Regions from separate parts of the Arachis hypogaea genome. Here region 2 is linked to region 1. The links are chromatin contacts, called in public Hi-C maps. All regions are on one chromosome and are shown on one strand. The core of a region is the stretch at or near the end of the contact, and the rest is flanking DNA. Distances in the headings are between cores, read along the strand shown. Region 1 holds the start of LOC112709340 (protein SIEVE ELEMENT OCCLUSION B). Region 2 holds the start of LOC112711275 (low affinity inorganic phosphate transporter 1).

Evidence for each region. Hi-C and Micro-C count contacts between places; a contact is called where the count stands out from the background.
Region 2: a contact with region 1 is called in a Hi-C map of an unstated tissue, with 2.5 times the contacts expected there. The contact joins the promoter of LOC112711275 here to the promoter of LOC112709340 in region 1. A contact is called at or near these places in 2 of 8 Hi-C or Micro-C datasets (leaf and an unstated tissue).

The regions. Positions count from the first base shown.
Region 1 is chr9:96,171,485-96,174,351 of arahy.Tifrunner.gnm2.J5K5, reverse strand. LOC112709340 (protein SIEVE ELEMENT OCCLUSION B) reads left to right here and starts at 1,344. Exons shown (of 7, transcript XM_025761231.2): 1 at 1,344-1,603; 2 at 1,736-1,828; 3 at 2,820-2,867. The coding sequence starts at 1,400.
Region 2 is chr9:96,371,873-96,374,739 of arahy.Tifrunner.gnm2.J5K5, reverse strand. LOC112711275 (low affinity inorganic phosphate transporter 1) reads left to right here and starts at 1,350. Exons shown (of 3, transcript XM_025763885.2): 1 at 1,350-1,607; 2 at 2,823-2,867. The coding sequence starts at 2,858.

The sequences.
Region 1 (2,867 bases), core at 95-2,594:
TTTTTTTCTTAACTGATCCTCTATACTACACCAAAACTAAAAAACTCCACATCGCTAGCCGTTGAATATCACTATGATGAGAAATTCAGGTTCAACAGCTATTTATATACATTTGGTCTCTAGTAAATCGAATTAGCTTATATCCATTTACATGTGTTGCTCAATACACAGTAAATCGACTTGTACTGTGTCGATTTATTTATGAATATGACGATTATGATATATCAAATTTTGCTGATTCTATTTACTAAAAATCCTAACCATGCATGCATAAATCGAATGAGATTGTTTCGATTTGCATAAAACTCTACTGAATCAAATATGCCTATTTCGATTTACATAATTACATGCTTTGAGAAATTCATATATCATTTTTTACTTTGGCTGATTTGGATAAATTTGATTCGCAGTTAGTTTATATAAGCCATTTGCCCTTAAAAAAAATGAATGCACTTCTCTTATTAATTCCCCCTCCTCTTTCTCTCACTCTCTCAAATATTCCTATGATATTCATGCACAATTTTACGTTAGCACAATTTAACATTTTTCTTGTGGTAATGTGCTACAGTGCTAGTCGTTAATGCAATTGTACAGGTTCAATTTTACTAGGTTTTGAGTTTGGTATATCATTTGGATGTTATCTTTGTTACTGCTTCATGAATTTCTTATCATGAAAATAAATGAACTTATTTGCATGCAATGGTTGATCACAAGAAAAGTCCTTTTTTTTTCGGTTTTTCATCATCATCAATTACCGGTACAGTACAGTAGTACTCTTTTTTTTAATGATAATTTTTAATTTGGTAAGTCAAAAATTAATTTTATTTAAATTTAAACTCTATTTAAAATTTTATCATTCACTATTGAATTATTATATATATAAGACAAAATTCGAATTATTAACACTTATTTAATCGAATTAGTAAATTAATTACTAAACTAACTAAGTTGGTTTGCTAAAAAAGTAGTCTTATTACAGTATTTTATTTACCTATTTATAAGACTCAATCAATTTTATTTTTTTTTTAAGGTAGAATACACTCCAATCAAATATTTTAAAGAGAAATATTACATGCATCATTTTTTAATATATTTCTTTTGTATACTTTTCATTTTTTATATTTAGAATGATTCATGAGAAGTGGAAAAAGATAATAATTTTTTTATATCATTAAAAAAAACTTGTACATAAAATATGGTGCAACCATCATTTTCCTATTTTAAATGATATATATAGAAGTTTTTTTAATGACTACTTATAAAAGTTAAATCCATAAAATATTCCATATCCTTTTTCATTCAAGCATTTTCTATTATATAAATAAGGAAGAACAAGGAAACTTGGTGCACCACCAACAAGCTTTAGGTTTCTTGTAAGTTTTGTAAGAATAGGATAATAATGGTTCATAAGTTGTCACTGAAGTCCCTACTCCAGACAGCGGATAGGGAGCATAATCCATTAGCCATGTCTGACGAGCAGATCTTGGAGCAAATATACTCAACACATGTTCATAGTGACACTAAGTTTGATGTGGATTCTCTCTTCACTCTTGTTTACACTACCCTTAGGCGTTCAACTTCCATTGTTGATAGTTTTTTTGAGGTAATTAAACCCCATATCTCTCAATAATGTATCGATATTTTTCAACAAAAAAAAAAAAGAAAAAAAGTAACTAATAGAATTATTCTTAACCTTCTTATAGCTATTAATATGCACATGTCATGAATCTTGCAGGGTTCTAAATCGATGATGGAACATATAGACGACAAGATGCCCCTAGCCAATTTTAGTTCACCTCATTGCACACTCAAGCAAATATCTTTCGAGGTCATTCATTGATAAATCCATTATTATTATTATTATTATTATTATTATTATTATTATTATTATTATTATTATTAGTATTCAATAGCGTATATATAGTGTATGTGTTTCTACCTTCTTTTTTTTTTGTATGCAAATGGATTCCAACAATTAAAAAATTTAATTGACCATGTATATATTTACACGATTGGTGGCAAGACACTAGCACATGAATCTCACAAGATCGGATCGGAGTAGTGTTGAATTATCAGTTAAAAAAAAAATTCTATAGTTAATATGATAAGTGAATTTTTGAAACGGTTATGCTAGTAATTATTTAAAAAATAAAATAAGACAAATGGTAATTAAAAAATATGAAATAAAGTAATTTTAAATTGATCTAATTATGGTTTTCAAACATTTTTTCTTCAACTAACATTATAAATTGATCCAATTGTTGTGAAAATATAATCTTTTTCAGATATTTGTCACTATTAATAAGGATTTATAGTCACAAGAATAGAGACATGTGCTAACAAAATAATATTACAGCATATATTGTGACAAAAAAAATGATGCTTTTTGATTGGGTAATACTAAGTAACCAATAATTATTTTGAACAACATGAACAACCACCAATCAAATTAAAACACATTATATCTTCAAATTATCCACAAAATCTTAATATTAAAATAACCATCAGCACACTTAGTAAAATAAACATTAGATTTATCAATTATTTAGTATTTTCATTGCTTAACTCTATTTTTCCTTTTCGAATTAGGGCAACGATCAATGTTGCAGTTGAAGACTGTATTCTCCACAATAATTGTCGCTACAATATAGTAAACTATGCTGACAATCGTAATCACTATTCACCAATCACCAGCATAGTTAATTAGTTCTATGTCGACAATTTTTATGGCAGACATAACATATTTATAGTTCAAGTTCAAAGGATTATATAATTAAGTTTGGAAGTTGAGAACTAATAGTGATTAATTATGATGGCAGATGTGTTGCAAGCCTCCAGGTGAGGAAACAGCTCACAAAACGGCACTG
Region 2 (2,867 bases), core at 101-2,600, 200 kb before region 1:
TAATATTCAAAGAAATAAAATTAATCCTAATAATTTATTAAGATGATTATAATAATATAAAATTTAGCTAATCTATATTTTAAAAACACAAATCAAGATTATTAGTAATAAAAAAAATTTAAATAATGTATTTTAATAAATACTCAACAAATATATTAAAATTTTAAATTTTGCATTTTTTTATAAAAAAAATTTAATTAGTAACTTTATTATGTCCTTTGTACCTTAAAAATATATATTAGCTAAATCCAATATCATATTATTCTGAGTTAGTTCCTATTATGTATTATATTTTATAAGTAAAACAATCGAAAAATATTCTATCCAAAAAAAAATACCTATGCCCATGGAAAAGTGACCAAAGTAACATATATACAGCAAAAGAAGCACTCAAAATCAACAAAATCATACATTTAAATTCTATAAAACCAATGTGATTTATATGACAAATTTTCATCAACCTTATCATCTAACTTTTATGAATATATTCTAGAAAATCACAAGATTACACAATTTTAAAACATTAACAAAGGAACACTATACTAGAAAATTAAATACCACTAACTATTTATTTTAACTCAAACAAAATCTTTCTTCAATATTGTGAGAGATACTAAAAATTAGGAGACATCTTCAAAATATATTTTTATCTATTTCAATAACTATTTTTACTACTTGCACAAAATAACGTGATTCTAAACATGCACGTTAACATACCTCATCATAACTCTTTGTCCTAAATTATATATATCGAGTGAAAGCTAAGAGAATAAAACTGAAAATTAAACTTTTCAATTAGTAGCCTCTTGTAATATTAGGAAAAAAAACGCTATTAGCCTACTAACTAAGGAGAATACACTCTCGAATATCCAATCTTTCCTTATTATTTTAAACAAATTTTTAAAGTTCAAATCATTGATACTATTTATTCAATTAAGAGAATTCCATTACTAAAGCACCCCACAAAATGGTTAAGCCATCAAATTACTATCACTTTCACTCCTATCAACATTTAGAACTAATAAAATATTTTATGAATATTATTAATTAATTACTAAATATATTATATTTATTTGTATATATTTTATAATTTTTAACTAAAATTATAATTCATTTTTTATAAATATTAAATATATATTATAACATAATAGCTCTTTTTTTATTTTTCTGTTATACCGTAATATAATTATCTATCGAAAAAAACACTTCTTCAAAAAGAATTAAAATTTAAAATAAAAAGATAAACACATTTTAAAAAAGAATTAAAATTTAAAAATAAACAGAATAAAAGAGAGAATCTGAGAGAGTTAAAGATGTGGTGGGGTGAAGTAGAATATTCTACAGTAAAGATAGATTCTTGATAGTTGTTAATCCAACTTTAACTCTCTTTCTCTGATCACATGACAGAGTCTTTGAGAGTTAAATACTGAACCCCATCACATAACACAACACAACACCACACTTCACATTTTCTTTTATTGTGTTATCCTTTCTCTGTTTGTATTACTTACGTGTCTCCCTCCTCACTCTTATAAGAACACGAACACCATTCTCATCTTTCTTCGTCACTTGTTTTTCCTTCCCCTCATTCACTCTTTACTCATCAGGTACCATCTATCTCATCAAGTTTTAGATATCTTTTCTTACTTTCTTCGTTAATTTCTTATTATACTTTGTTAATTTTTTTTCTTTCATTAGACATGATGAATTAGCTAATTGTTCTTCACAAGTCTTATTTTATTTAAGAGCAAAAGTTTAATAAAAATTTAACTTTTTTATGGTCTAACTTAATTTTGTATGTACGTATTCACATGAAGCTTGTGAATTTTGATCCCGTTCTCGTATCCATATTGCCCTCATCGTATTCTTTGTTTGCTTACGATGTTACCACCTTTCAAACTCGTGCAAGTTGCAATTCGAATTATTTAAAAAAAAAAAAGACTTCCCTTTGTCACATGATTTTTGTTTAGCTACAACTTTGGAGATTTTTTCTGTTTTTACTTTTTCTTCTTTCATGTTGGATCTTCTGATTTATTCTATTATGTTTAGTTGTGGAATAGATGTGAATAAATTAAAAATGATAAGAAATTGTATACTAATGTTTTAATCTTCTATTATATACAATAAAAAATATAAGAAATTATATTAATTCTTAACTAGTTAATATTAGTTAGTCTTTTATTATAAAATTATTTTTATTTTTTGAAAATTTGAATTTAAAGTTAAGATTTAAGATATCAAATTTAAAATTTAAGTTTAAAATTTTAAATTTTAAAAAATAAGTTGATATTAATTAAAAAAATGGTTCCGTGATTGAAGTCTATGTGTTAAATAATTAAATATTTATCTTGATATATCTCCCTATTGAAAAACATATACGGAATTGTCTAAAAAAATTTGTAGACAAGCATATCATAACTAGTGGCACTACCAATCATCATGATGATACAAGATTAATACTCATGGCAAAGGTTGCATCATTCAGCTGACCAGTGCCAATGACTCTGTTGAAACCTGTTTTTATCACTTTGGGAACTTATGGCCCCCACAGCCTTGAAAGTTGAAACCTGTTTCTTTCATATTGACTGCATGTTGTGGAAATTGTATCACCCTGTTTTGTCCTATTGTTATTATTATTACCCTATCTCTACAGTTTTCCATGTTTGTTATTTTTTATTTGAATACTCAATCACTGTTTGATTCTTCGCCATTTATATATTGATTGGTTTATAATGCGTGTCACGTGCACATGTTCGTTACTTGTCACCACCCACACCTTGTATATTTATCAATGAGATAAGAAGTGTTATTTAATTTTACAGTTATACATTAAGCCAATCTTTGATATTATCAGAAGATGGCCAAGG